2 separate regions of the Sus scrofa genome follow, and region 1 is linked to region 2. A link is a contact called in public Hi-C data. All regions are on one chromosome and are shown on one strand. Each heading gives the region's core, a stretch centred on a gene start, on an enhancer-like site or on the middle of the called end of the contact. The rest is flanking DNA. Distances are from core to core; before and after follow the strand shown.

Region 1 (7,444 bases), core at 2,979-5,478, 2.1 Mb before region 2:
CTCCCCCTGTTTTCACATCATCTTGCCTTTGTACCTTCTCAAATGAATGTCTTAGTCTCTGCTGCCTCATTTTTTCCCAGTGCTATCGATGTATTCTTTTGCTTTGCAACTGTTATGAGAGCTGGGAGATAGTCTATTTTCTTCATTCCTTTGTGTCCCCATCAAAAAGAGTGCCCTCCACATAGAAGGGTTCAAAGGAATGGATTAGTGAATCTCCACAATGAAACTCTTATGTAGGACTTTGAGAGCAGAAATGGAATCTTTTTGGTGTTACTGCAGCTTCTAAATATTGAATTGGGCATCGTAACATTTGAAAGCCTATCATCAGCTAAGAGATCATCTGTATTACTTGCTTAAGTACGTACATATAGATTCAAAGTTAAGCCTCATGAGAATATATGAGTTTGTAGCAAGGGTTGGGACTCCAGCCTGATTTCTTTTAATTCATACTCTTGTCTTTAATTCTGATTTACTTTCAGTCAGAGCCATTGATTTACCTTAAGTCTTTTCTCACTTTGTTCTTCATAAGCCCTTTGTTGGTTTTCTAAAAGTTATTGCCACTGAATTAGATTTTAACAGAGTTAATATATCAGCATGTTACTTAGGGTTTCAGTCTGTGATTAATCCCAGAAAAGCTGGGTGATTGCCTTACCAGAGGGCTGCGTATTCTCTAGGTTGTAGCATTATTCATGTCTGATGCAAACAGACAAATACAGAGTGTCAGGAAAAATAAGGTAAGGAAATGGGGAGTCTGGGTTTGGGCACTAGAAGAAAAGGGTAGATTTTTTTTCAGTGAAACGCAGTTTTCAATTTGAGGGGCTCTGATGAAATAAGTAGACTTTAACCTTGTGATAAGTAGGATTGCAGTGTTGTTTATTTCTGATCTATGTTTAACAGTGAATTAACAGATTTACCTTTAGACAAGGGCAGATCATTAGGTTATATGGACCCAAACCATACAATTCTATTTATTCCTCTCGCTTCTTTTCAGATGAAAAATAGCTTAATCTTTATACCATTTTTTTTTTTATTTTCCCACTGTACAGCAAGGGGGTCAAGTTATCCTTACATGTATACATTGCAATTACAGTTTTTTCCCCCACCCTTTCTTCTGTTGCAACTTGAGTATCTAGACATAGTTCTCAATGCTATTCAGCAGGATCTCCTTGTAAATCTATTCTAAGTTGTGTCTGATAAACCCAAGCTCCCGATCCCTCCCACTCCCTCGCCCTCCCATCAGGCAACCACAAGTCTCTTCTCCAAGTCCATGATTTTCTTTTCTGAGGAGATATTCATTTGTGCTGGATATTAGATTCCAGTTATAAGTGATATCATATGGTATTTGCCTTTGTCTTTCTGGCTCATTTCACTCAGTATGAGATTCTCTAGGTCCATCCATGTTGCTACCATTTCTATAAATAATATTTAGAACCAGTTAAATCTGCTCTCTGGTCTTTATGCATGTTATCAAATATGGATTCATCTCAATTCCTGGTATCTCTGTGTCCCCTTTCACTAGTCAGCTCCCCTTCCCTCTATTTCTGTCCTGTTTCACAGACAGAGAACACTAACAGAAAAATTTACTGAATTTCCCTCTCAAACACACACATAAAAACTCGAGAATGGTTATATGGACCATTCCATCTAGACTTTTCTATCTAAAAGATGACCTGAGAAGTTGGAGATTCTGCCTGTCTGGGCTATGACGTCAGCATGTCCTCCAGATATCTGATCTCCACCAAGGGCATGGCTGGCAACATGACTTCCTTCTTCAGCACTTCTGGTTCCAGTGTGGGAGAGCAATGTTTTTTGGTTTTTGTTTTAATTCAAGATACTTGGAGCTATAGGTCACTTTTTAAACCCATAAAAACACCCTGCAGTTCTAGGTTACATTGACATAGGTAATGACTTAAAATTCCTCTGAGCTTAGATTTTGCACTTATGATTCTGCAAATTAGCTCTTCAATCCCTGCAGGTTTCTGTCGTTTGAGCTTTTAGAATTGTGTTAAGTTTCTTATATAACCAGGGCACCAAAGTCCTTAGCTTATAAGATCACTAACCACTGTAAGGTGGGGTGGGAGAGGATGCATATGTGTGTTATTAGGGGTTGGGGGGAGTTATAGTCAGTGAAATAAAGAATTGAAGAATGTTTTCTAATGAGTAGAAGAAATGATACTGGTTATCAGCTATAAAGGCACCAGCTAAAACCTGGTTGAATCTGTATCAGAACTAGACACAATTTTGAAAAGGGGTGAGAATTATAAAAGGTTAAGAGGACAGTGTTTGTTCTCTCTCTTTTTTTTTTTAAATGTATATTCTTGTGCATGTGAAGCAAAATTGAATAAAAATATTTAGCCAGGGTTTTATGTATCATGTCTATGTTTTGTGGTTAGGTTTAACTTTTAGGATCCTGTGCAGTGAGTCTTCACCAGTGTCATATATCTGTCAGCAACAAATGCATTGTGAATTGCTTATGGGCATGAGTGACAAACATTATTTTCATTTCATATAATCAGAGGGCTTGAAAGGAAACTAAAGTGCCATCAAAACTGTCTGCCTAGCTGTGTGCAAATGTGCCATCCTTACAGAAAGCTGTGGACATGTGAGTATCTGGACTGTTTTCAAAGGATGTGGACATTTTTCCCTTTAATAAACACCCCCGCTGCTTAACAACAGTTAGGACGTGCCTTCTCATAAAGAACTTGGTTTTAAAATTGGCCAGAGTTTTTCCATTTTGCTAGAAGAAATAGACTACTTTGTATTGTTCAAGCACATACTAATGCTTTTGTAGCAAAGGAATTCATTACATGGTGAATGCACTGGTGTGGGGGATATTTCTTCTGAGCAGTGGTCTCCTCCCTCCCTCTAACCTCTGCAGTTTTAAACGGGATTATCACACAGATACTCTTTTTCTTCCCTTCTGGGTTACAGTGCATCACACTAGATGGCAGTCACACCCCAGTTTGGGAGTCCATTTTCCATCTCCCCTGCCCCCACACACAACCTTTTCTTGTCCAAAATAATATGAAATAAAACATGCAAATAAAATACATTCATTTTGTACAAGGTTCATTCAGAAAAGCTGATATACAATTAGAGCTGGTAAGGAAAAAAAATATGTTAAACGATATTGAAAACTCAGACATTGGGGGAGGGTTTGAGGGGTGGGGGCGGGGATCCTCTGGTTTGCTTCTTTGTTACTGTTTTTCAGATCTAGCTTAATTACAAAAAGGAAATGTGTTGGGCCAAATATCTAAGTTTCTGTGAGAAAGTAAAAGTGTATTTCTGAGAAAAAAGAATTCAGCCAGGCCAGTTGCTTATGTTTTCTCAAATCCTATGCTTCTTCCAGCAGATTGGCTGTGCTTTTATGCAACATTAACCTGGATTTTCTAGACAGAAACCATCAAATGCAAGCTCAGAGCCCTATGTGTATTGCCCATTAACAGTGAGTAGAATGATTGGAAGGAAAACAAAACCAAAGCAAAAGCTCATGAACAATGAGGACCCCCTTTCATTGTGTTTGTGTAAATCTGGGGATCTGCTGAGGATTTGGAGACAGACAAATTCAGTTTCTGGTCAGCTAATCCAGAGCCCCAGAATATTTTACTAAGGGGGAACCAACTGTCTGAGAATAATTACATGAGAAGTGGCTCTGCTCTGATTCCACTAATTCATTTTGCACATAAAATAGTAAAAAGTTAAAATGTTTTTATCAAAACACAATTGTCAAACATTTAACTTGATGTTACGGAAGTGTTATTCTTTCCCTCTCACAGTTCACAGCCCTAGGCTTTATATTGGAATTCATAGGTAACATGCTCTCATTTTAAAGCAAGCAAGTAATAACCTTTTAAAGGTTATTGCACAGAAAAGTGAAGCACCATCATGAGGAACAGTGTGATTTCATGAGCATATATGAAGAATGTTACTCAGCCTGCATGTGAAAATGCTTAATGCATTATTTATAGATGTTGTTTTACCACGGAGATCAAGGTCATGCATGGGACTCCCGGGCAATGGGTCAAGTCTTGAGAGGCCATGCCGATAATCCTGGCTGACAGTTTCTTGGATAGAGTCAGTGAACTTTAAGTACATGCATTTTCCAACTTGGAAGGAACAGTGAAAACTTTTTTTTTTTTTTTAAATTAGCTAGCTACTCATTTATCCAACTTGATCACAACTCATTAATTTTGGTCAGAAACAGTACGTGGGGCTGGGGGTGTTGCTATGTTCACATTCTCTCTCTCTAAATTCTATGAATCATTCTGCTAAGAGAAATAAGCAATTAACTTTGCCCGCTACCCTTTGCCAATGATGTTTCCATATATTCTAGATTCTGACATAAAGCAGACTCAATAATAGTGAGACGTATATGAAAATGCCAGAATACTAGGACATTTACTTTAAAATTTCCAATGGAAAATGATTTCTAAAGGCCTTTCAAAACATATATATATATATATATATATAGCATGTGTGTATATATATGTGTGTGTATATATCTATATTGATATGTGTGTGTATATTATATATATGTATGTGTGTGTATATATATGTGTGTGTGTGTATATATAATGTTAGAGAATTCCATTCCTTTAAGTTGTTACCTATACTGGGCCCTTTTGTTGTATGTGTTTCCCTTGGGTCCTCCTGTATAATACAGAAGATGCAGACCTGCTTGTTCACGTAATCTTGGAACATTATATTGAGGTCCTGACTTCTTCTAGCACTACATAGGCAGTGGCACATGGTGGGGAGATTAGGGGGAGTGGGCTATCCCTGTGCAGGCGATATGGGGGTAACATCGTCTGTAGAGAATTAAAAAAACATAGGAAAGCTTACGAAAAATAGGTCTGTTTATCATCATCCTATACTGGCAATTTTAAACAATGTCAGTAATAAAGCAATCTTCCATGTCAAGCAGATCCCTCCTTCTCCCTGTCACCCCTTGAAGGCTGCTGGAAAAAGGCAAGGTTCTTGGTGCCATCACATGTACTCAAAGGGGCTATATTTTCTGCTTAGACATAGATATAAAACAAAACAAAAGCACAACAGTTCTCTCATTCTACCCTTTAATAATCTTTCTTCATTCTAGTCTTTTCTGTTTCCTTCAATTTTGTTTTTCTTTCTTTCTTTTTTTTTTTTTTTTCAAGGGCTGCACACAGAGCGAATGGAAGTTCCCAGACTAAGGGTTGAATCAGAGCTGCAGCTGCTGGCCTACGCCACAGCCACAGCAATGTGGGATCTGAGCCATGTCTGTGACCTACACCACAGCTCACAGCAATGCTGGAGCCTTTATCCTACTGAGCGGGGCCAAGGATGGAGCCTGTATCCTCACAGATACTAGTTGGGCTTGTTACCTCTGAGACACAAGGGGAACTCCTATTTCCTTCAATTTTGATTTGAAGTGTTCATGTATTATTCTTGTGAAAACAAAGAATTTCGTGGCAATTATGACTTTTCATGAATACTAAACATTTCTAGATTTAGAAAAGTCCAAACTGAGACAATGCAATTATGATTTATTTTGGTCAAATCTTACATTCTCCCTTCTTGTCATTCCTCAGCTGGCATTCTCAGATAGAAACATCATGGTCACTGGTACACATCACAGAATAAGACTGACATTTAACTATAGGAGGAAAGCACATGCATAAATGTTAGGGTTGATGGAGGGGTGGGAATGATATTTTTCCCTAACGTGGTGATTTTTGAGGAAGAAATCTGATTATAGTGAGGCAACTATGTGTTAGGTAGCACTTGAAAGCATAGTCCTTTGGTACATGAAAGATATCACTAATCCCTTTGGCCTTTTTTATCTGTGTTTTTTTTCTTCACTACAAGTCCAATTCATATGTTAGAACTACCAATAGAAGGGTTGTAGAAAACATGGCTGGGGAAAATTCAAGACCGTGTTGTTCTCTCATTAGGATCAATTCATACTGAAGAGTTTCATCCTACTTACAGAAGTTATGTTCTGTGCAGTAAAGAGGGGAGTTTAAACAATTTGAAGTGGCTTGATTTATACTGGAAGATAATCAAATCTAGGCATCCGTGTATATAGCATTTGGTTATAATGTGTTAATGGGTCTACGGAAATTTAAATGTTCTGGAGATTTGGGAATTCTCAAAATGTTAGGGAGTTTCCTCAATCTAATGAAAGTAGAGTGGTCAGGATAAATCTCAAAAAGAAATAGAGAAGGTGATTTGAACAGAGTTTAGGGAGATGAGAAACAAATCATGGGAACACTTGAGAGAAGAAAATTCCTGCCAGAGGAAATCTCCAGAGATGGGTCCCCAAAACGAAATATGTCTAAGTGTTTGAAGGACAAGGAAACTGACATAGAGTGACTGATGCTGGAGTAATAAGCAGTGAGATCAAAGAGAAATTAGGAGAAGGGTGGGTTTGAGCGAGTAGGTTGGAGTATATTATTGTGAGAAATTGTAAGGATGATGGCTTTTATTCTAGGAGAAATTTTCTAGAATTTCTAGAAATTCTAGAAAAGCAACCACTAAAAAATTACTAAAAGTATATGATTCACATCCTTAGACTTAGATCTACAGCAGGGATGATATTTCTTTTCATAAAGAGCAATATGATAAATATTTTAGGCTCATGGGCCATAGGGTATCTATTGCAACTCAACTCTGCTATTGTAACAACAACAAAAAACAGCCATAGGCAATCCATATAAAATGGGAGTAGTTGTGTCCCAGTAAGACTTTGTTTGCAAAAGCAAGCAAGCAGCCCACAGGCTATAGTTTGCTAATCTGTAATCTACAGGGTGGTCTGATTTGTTTGCATTTCTTCTAGGAAAATTAAACTAAGGGGAAATGAAGAAGCTAACATTGATTGACTATTATGTACCAGAATGTGTTCTAAGCATTATACATCATACTGTTACCTGTTCCCATTCCTATTATTAGCGACTTGTCCAAGGGAGTTTTACCGCTCAAGAAAATAACTTCAATACCCTAGTCACTGATTCTGCTTTGCCTGTACACCTCCTCAATTCATTCTGCAAGTGTGGTTTTTAAAAACATGATCATGCCAAATTTTTTTTTTTTCTGCTAATGTTGAACATACGCAATCACTCTGGCGGAGTGAATTGAGGAGGTGAGCAGGCAAGGGAATTAAAGACAAAGCTATTGAAGTGATTTTCATGGCAAATGTTTAAAGAACGAATAACGCTAATTCTTTACACTCTCTTCCAGAAGACAGAGGAGAGGGGGTCAACTTCCAATTCGTGCCATAATGTCCTCATTCCTTGGATATCAAAACCAAACATAGCTAATGTAGGAAAGCTACATAACAATATTCCTCATTAACATAGACACAAAAATTAGCAACAAATTATTAGTAAATTGAATCTAATGATATATAAAAAGAATAATGCACTAATATCAAGTGGAACTTATTCCAAGAACGCAAGGATGTATCCAT
Region 2 (7,166 bases), core at 163-2,662:
TAAAAATAAATTACGGCACTCTGTCTACTGCATCTATTCTCATGAAAGTTTGCACTTTGTTCTTAAGTAAATGAAAACGAAATTAGAAAGTAGAATAAAAACCACGGAAATCTGTCACAGACATTCTCCAGAAGACAAAATTCTAGTCATTAGAAAATGGAATCATTTATGATTGAGAAGCTAATCATTTAAATGATGCAGATACCTTCAAAAGTGTAACAGGAAAGAGACAGGGTACAAAGCTTGATAAAGGTATGGAAAGAGAAAATCATACATCTTATGTACTTGAAGAGCTGAAGCTTTCTGGCTTTCCAAAACTAATTTACAGAAAGAACGGGAAAGATGATCCATATCAAAGTGTGGCCCTCAAGGTTTCCTGAGACTAACTGGTGCTAACAGGAGGGTGTGAGCTTATGGCCACCCTGGGTCACCCTCTGGGGTTCAGTTCCTCACAGCACCTCGCCATTATATGATGGTGCCCTTTAGTCAGACCTACTGCAACAAACATACCTATATATGGGCTTTTTGTTTGTTTTTTTTTTTAAATGGCCACACCTGCGTTCCCAGGGAGGCATCTAATTGGAGCTGTATCTGCGACCTATGCCGTAGCTCAAGGCAACACTGGATCCTTAACCCACTGAGTGAGGCCAGGGATGGAACTGGCATCCTCACAGAGACAATGTCAGGTCCTTAACTCACTGAGCCACAAAAGGACCCCCTATATACGGGCTTTAAATCAACTCAGAGTAAATAAGTTTAAACTGGTATCAAAGGAAGAAGAAGTTTCCATTTGTGTGTGTTTCTCAAGTTCAAATTGCTATGATTTACTTTCAAAGGCTCATGGTAGAAAAAAATAGAATGACAAAATAAGACTCATTTATCTTCAAACTTTTTAAAAAAATCACATTAAACAAAGTGCTAATGTTCTGACCGTATTTATCCTCATGCTTTCAACCTGACATCATTCTCTCAACCAGTATTTATCCCGAGTGATCTAATCAAAAGGTAACAAGAATGATTAACGCTGATGCAATGTAATTCCTGCCCTGCCCCGGCCTAAAATATATATCGGACAGATAAGACTCCCTATGAAAATCATGAAATGCAGTAGAGATGTGGCATATGATAAAGTGAATACTAGTGCATTTTTATTAAACATCACCAACAAGAGTGTGATGCACACAATATACTGGCATCTCCCTCAGCCATGAGGCTGGATAACCAGGGATGGGCATGAGTGGTATGAGCAGATCACAAGTCATGGAAAGAGCCTCACAGCTGGGCTGTGGAGGCTGCAGTGAGCAGAAGGAGGGGTAAAACGACCACAAAGGTCATCCTCTCCCTCCTCACACACAAAAGAAGCCTCGTTTACTGGTAATGGTTTTCAGAGCAGTCAGCTGACCCAAACTGGTGTCAGGTCTAAGCATGAGTCAAGCTCTCTTGACAACTTAAATCAACAGACGGGGTGCAGTCCACCCGCCACTTACCCGAGTTCCCGCCACAATCCATTGTTTGGGATTAACTGAAACTGATTATATCTCCCAGGACTCTGGGCAGCAGCCAGGCCATGAGAGTCTGGCAGATAATTGACCCCCTCTGAATACTGCTCAGAATGCATTCCCCGGCTAGACACAAACCTGTGGAACTACTCACGACAATATTTTATGTATTTATTTTGAAACAAATAATGGGATAAGATAATGTTTTATACCACCCAAAGATGAGAGAGCTAATTCTGCTTTAAATGCAACTAAATTCTGTATCTGGGGGGCTGAAAAGGGGGAGGCAGTACTGGGAGTCTGTACTACTCCATGTACTAGCAGCTTTTCTAAAATGGGTGGGTCCATTATAAAAAAGCATACAGCTTCTGCTCAGGGGCAGCAGGTGCTGAAATTTCCTTCTGAACAAAAATATCTTGCATATAGGTTCTGCAGAGTTCCTAACCTATTCTCTGTTATTTCTCCTTGTTTAAGTAAGGAAAGACCCAGCCAAATGCAAATTTTATTTAGGAAAGAAGTTTCCAGGCAATATCAACCAACAACACTTCAACAGGATTGACAACATACAAAATTAACTACCAGTGACAAGGACTCTTAAGTGTTCCAGGAAAGCAAAGGTTTACAATGAAGAGGAAAGAAAGGTTTAGAGACTAGTGCTACTGGGGGTTGAAACAGAGTGCAGAGTGAAGAAAGGAAGAAAGGTCTTGAAAGGGTGATGAGAACTCTGGTCCAAAAAAAAAAGACCCCAATTGACAGAATCGTTCTTGGAGACATTAGTAGACTTTAATTAACATGTAGCTGTTGCATATTCACCCTGTTTTCTCAACCTTTTGGACAACGTCTGCCAACTACACTTTCAACACAGAGGGACATTTTCTAAAAATTTATAGAAGTAAAAACAAAAATATTTTCAATGTATTTTTCTTCTTCTGTACTGATTTTCTGTGTATCTTAGATTGCACTGGTCACGTGCATTGGCTTCTACATAGACTGTATCAACTGTTTTTATTTTTTAGGTATCACTTCATGACTCTTCTGCTGTGGTTGTACTTCTTTTGTTATTTTGTTAGGTATCATTGGATGACTGTTCTGTTGTGCTGCTTTTATTATTATTAGAAAAAGCATCAGCAGTCATTTAATGAGTGAATACCAAGAACTGTCTTAAGTCTATCTTAGTGCACATTATCTTAAGTCTCACAACCTTAAAGAAAAGGACTTATCTTCATTTTACTGATAAGAAAACCAAGGTCAAAGAGGTTAAGTAATTTGGTCAATATTACAAAGACAGTCAGGACTTAAATCTAGTTTATCTGACCCTATGGGTATGCTCCCATATTTTGATCTGACTATTCCTGTACAAAAGTTCTTGCTAAGAATAAAATTATGACAGCACTGCAAGTGAATATCTCTACCAAAGTGGCTAGGTTCACAACATACTTAAGTTTAGCATCTTTTTTCTTTGGCTTTTTTTTTTTTTTTTTAACATCATAATACCCATGAATTTGCTAGAGTCCCTTTCTGTCAAAACAGCCAAAATTAGTTGAAGATGTAGGGCTATCCCCAATACACCCAACTTAACATTTTTTAGTCTGACCTTTTTTTTTTTTTTTTTTTTTCAGGGCTGCACCAACAGCATATAGAAGTTCCCAGGCAAGGGATGAAATAGGAGCTGTAGCCGCTGGCCTACACCACAGCCACAGCAACTCGGGATCCGAACCGTGTCTGCAACCTACACCAAAGCTCATGGCAATGCTGGATCCTTAACCCACTGAGCGAGGCCAGGGAATCGAACCTGCATCCTTAGGGATGCTGGTCAGGTTTGTTAACTGCTGAGCCATGACAGGAACTCCCAGACTCTGATTTCTAAGCTGCCTACTCATTCCACATGTTCATGATCATTTTAACTAAACTGGCAAAACCTACATATCTTGTCCCTTCATGTCTTTTCACTTTTTCTTTTTGGGGAGTAAAGAATGAAAGAAAAAGAGAAAGAATTATTTGTTTCTAATGAGGTTTGCACCATAGCTTCTAAAACTTCTAAACAATATCATTTAGGATATTGGTGTTAATAAAGCATTTTTACTTTGGAGATAAAATATTTGTGGGGTGGAAAATAAAGAAGGAAAGAGAAAAGGGCCCGTGAATAAATAAAATGCTTTTTTAAAAAGGTTAAGTGGTTAAAAAAAAAAAAAAAAAAAAAGCTAGAAGCAACTTTTAAGATTCTTTCCTCAGTGCTAGTTGAGGTAAGTAAATTAAAGGGCCACATTGTTATTTAGCATCTCCTAGTGGCCTACCAGCATATGAGACATTTTGAAGGAAAGGCTTAAATAGGTTACATTTTGAATATTGCTATATGGATGACAGTTCCTATGCACATCCAATTCATTAAGGAAAAAACTTTTAAACATCACCATAAGGCACAGCGCACAAGACAGCAGTTAGTCACGTACAGCACCTGAACCACAGGTTACTGTTACAGCCGAGTGACTTCTAAGGCGTCTGGAAAAGGTATTATTTAAGTTTCATATATCTAATCAGAGCCTAAACCATTAATAGTTATGCCATCAAGCCTCCAGTCTATTTTTAATGAAAAATAAAACCCCTTTAGAAACTCTTAATTCTGTACACAGCACCTGACATAGCAGTAGAAAGAATACAAGGTGGGATCTTAATTAGGAAAAAAATACATTTGGAGTATTTGTAACAAATGGGCACCTGTAGAAATAGTTTCTCTTAAAACTAAGAAAGAAAGAGAAAAGGAATGAACAGCTCAATGAGGAGGCCAAAAGAAACCAATCAGTTAAAAATAGAAACCAAACAACACCTAACAAATGAGGCACAGGACAGATAGCAAAGTAAAAGAGATAAAATAAGGTAGGAAAGGCACAACCTCCCTTTTGCCACTACTAAGAAAACACACCTAGTTTATATATGAATATACCTTCATTTAAATAATCTGGGAGGGAATGGAGAAAAAAACAGTTCTCCCTACCTTCGCAAAGAAAAATATTACCAAAATATTACCGAATAACAAAAAGCAATGACTAGACACAAAATAATAATGTATATGCCTCTATTAATTCAATTTTAGGCCATTAAAAGTTTGCTTGACCTAAGAGTTCATCTTTAGCAAAAGCAGCTAATGTCATAATATTTGCAAAAGGCTAGATAATCCTTCTATTTTATATCTCGAAATAATTTCTATCACTTAGAAGCTTATTTCAATATTTTAAAAACATTTTTGTAAGAACACATTCCATTGAGGTGATATGAAACAGACATAAGCAAAAACTGCAACATACACGTATTTATACTTTGGGGACCAACTTTGGTTTTAGCATTTTGTTATAGGTAATTAGCACCAAATTAGTTCATCAGCAATCAGTGCTTCTTTTTTTTTTTTTTTTTTTTTTTTTTTCCTCAGCAGCTCTTATAAGTAAAAACCCTAAATTTAAAACCCCTGTCTTGAACATCCAGTGTGGACCAAATAGACCCTATGTGCATATACTTGACTACATTATTGGATTTATTTCCAGTGGCTTGATATTATTTCTAGAGAAATAATTCTGGGCTCCATGTTTAGCTCTCTAAATAAAAAATCCTACTAATCCACACCTATATTAAGCAGTGAATATTCTAGCAATTTGTTTGAAGAAAGTGTAAATTCACTCTGCCCTTGCTGCTAGTACACCAAATACTGAGATGGTTTACCCAAGGGAGATTGTACAGAGAAAGCAGAAACGCCTGTTTGACCCCTGCTGGCAATCAATTTATGGCCTCAAGCCATAGAGCTTGATAGCCCTTGCAATGCTATATTAGCTTTTGTAACTCTTGATATTATTCATATTCATACAAATGTCAAATTCCTATTGGTAACCTGACCCAAAAATGGTCATAATTTCAGTTTACACCCTTTAAAACATCTCAGAATGGAGGACTTGAATTAAATTTTATATATTTTAAATTAAACACCCAAGAAAGGGAATTAAGAAGAACAGCCTTTGCTGCTAAACACTGGATACCATGCTGTGTGAAGGTTGGGCATTTAAGAAATATAAAAGAGCCTGGAAGAGCAAGCTCTCTTAACAATTACAATAACGAAATCACTGTCTTTCAGTGAATGGAGTCAGCAGTGAAGAATTAGACAAAGCAGAGCTAGGAAGGGAACTGACTTTCCAAGGCTATTTTCTATAGGATACAATTATTTTGCCTTACAATATGGGTGCATGTCAGTGTGAGGATGCTAGTAGCAGGCTGTATGCAATGAATCAAAACATGAAGACAGTCATTTTCACCTTCCTGCCGGGTCCTGCTGCATTGAGGTGATGATGCAGTTTGAAGGACCTGATGAGGTGCCTGTGCTGGATTATAGCTCCCTTGACCTAAGACAAGTACTCTGCCCAAGCCGGCAAAATCTTTGCTGTCCTTCCTATAGGCTTTTCTACTACAAGATTCTGAAATCTCCACATCCTACAACACAAGTTAGGACTATGACAACAACAACAGACATCCTTCATTCGACAAGGACATAATGGGCTTATGTTTTAGGTACTATAGTAGCTTCTGCTGCAGATACAGACATGAAAAGACTCATGAAGCTATATGGGATGGGAGGAAAACACATGCACAAACACAGAACAATGTGTTAAGTACTATAATGGAGATAAACTATAAGGAGATTATGCATGTAAAATAGCACAATTCCTGGCAGTACAAAACTGTAAGTGGTAGGTGGTATGAATTGCTACTGTTATTGTTTCTTGGACTGAAGGCAATAAGGAGCTAAGGAAGATTTCTGACTTTAAAAAATACAAGGCCTGAGAGATCCCTGATGGCTCAGTGGGTTAAGGACCCAGCATTGTCACTACTTTCACTCTGGTTACTGCTGTGGCTCAGGTTTGATCCCTGCCCTGGGAATTTCTGCATGCAGTGAGCACAGCTCCCCCCCCCCAAAAAAAATCTTAACAAAGGATCAGTCTGAATTATTCTCTTTAGGTTTCAAGGATCCTTAAAATATAATCCTTATAATATAATTTTGGCCATGGCTTGCAGCAGCTTGATGTGGGATCTCAGTTCCCAGACCTGGGACTGAACCCAGGCTACAGTGGGGAAAGTGCTGAATCCTAAGCATTAGATCACCAGGGAACTCACAAGACTTATGAGGTTTTAAAAACATTCTTAGCTATTCAATATAAGTTCTCTTTTATGAAGATAACTGACAAAAAGAAAAAATATCTTGAAATGCTCTAACAAATATATGAATACATTCCAATATGACTGTCCCCAGGGACAGGAGATTATAGCTTTTAATAGAATAAAGTGCAGGCTTTGAATTACAAATCTGTCACATATATACCTTCTCTGATCTTAAGTTTCTCAACTTAAAACTCGGGAATAGCACCATAAACTTGCAGGGTTATTCTGAGATTATTGATTCTCCTACATCGACATAGGAGTTCCCATTGTGGTGCAGCAGAAATGAATCCAACTAGGAACCATGAAGCTGAGGGTTTGATCCCTGGCTTCGCTCAGTGGGTTAAGGATCCGACGTTGCCGGGAGCTGTGGTGTAGGTTGCAGATGTTGCTTGGATCTGGCATTGCTGTGGCTGTGGCCTAGGCTATCAGCTGTAGCTCCAACTGGACCCCTATGCTACAGGTGCGGCCCTA

What was found. Hi-C and Micro-C count contacts between places; a contact is called where the count stands out from the background.
Region 1: a contact with region 2 is called in a Hi-C map of embryonic fibroblasts, with 2.3 times the contacts expected there. The contact joins two enhancer-like sites. A contact is called at or near these places in 2 of 47 Hi-C or Micro-C datasets (embryonic fibroblasts and heart right ventricle).

The regions. Positions count from the first base shown.
Region 1 is chr7:18,421,730-18,429,173 of Sscrofa11.1, reverse strand. All of the region lies in intron 4 of LOC106504343 (a long non-coding RNA gene), which reads left to right. Among named protein-coding and RNA genes, the nearest start is that of NRSN1, 580 kb to the left of the region's middle. Within about 2 kb of position 4,228, at least 9 of the 83 cell types and tissues checked have an H3K27ac peak or open chromatin away from gene starts, as enhancers often do.
Region 2 is chr7:16,356,432-16,363,597 of Sscrofa11.1, reverse strand. The region is part of intron 11 of CDKAL1 (threonylcarbamoyladenosine tRNA methylthiotransferase); the gene reads right to left. Among named protein-coding and RNA genes, the nearest start is that of CDKAL1, 450 kb to the right of the region's middle. Within about 2 kb of position 1,412, at least 14 of the 83 cell types and tissues checked have an H3K27ac peak or open chromatin away from gene starts, as enhancers often do.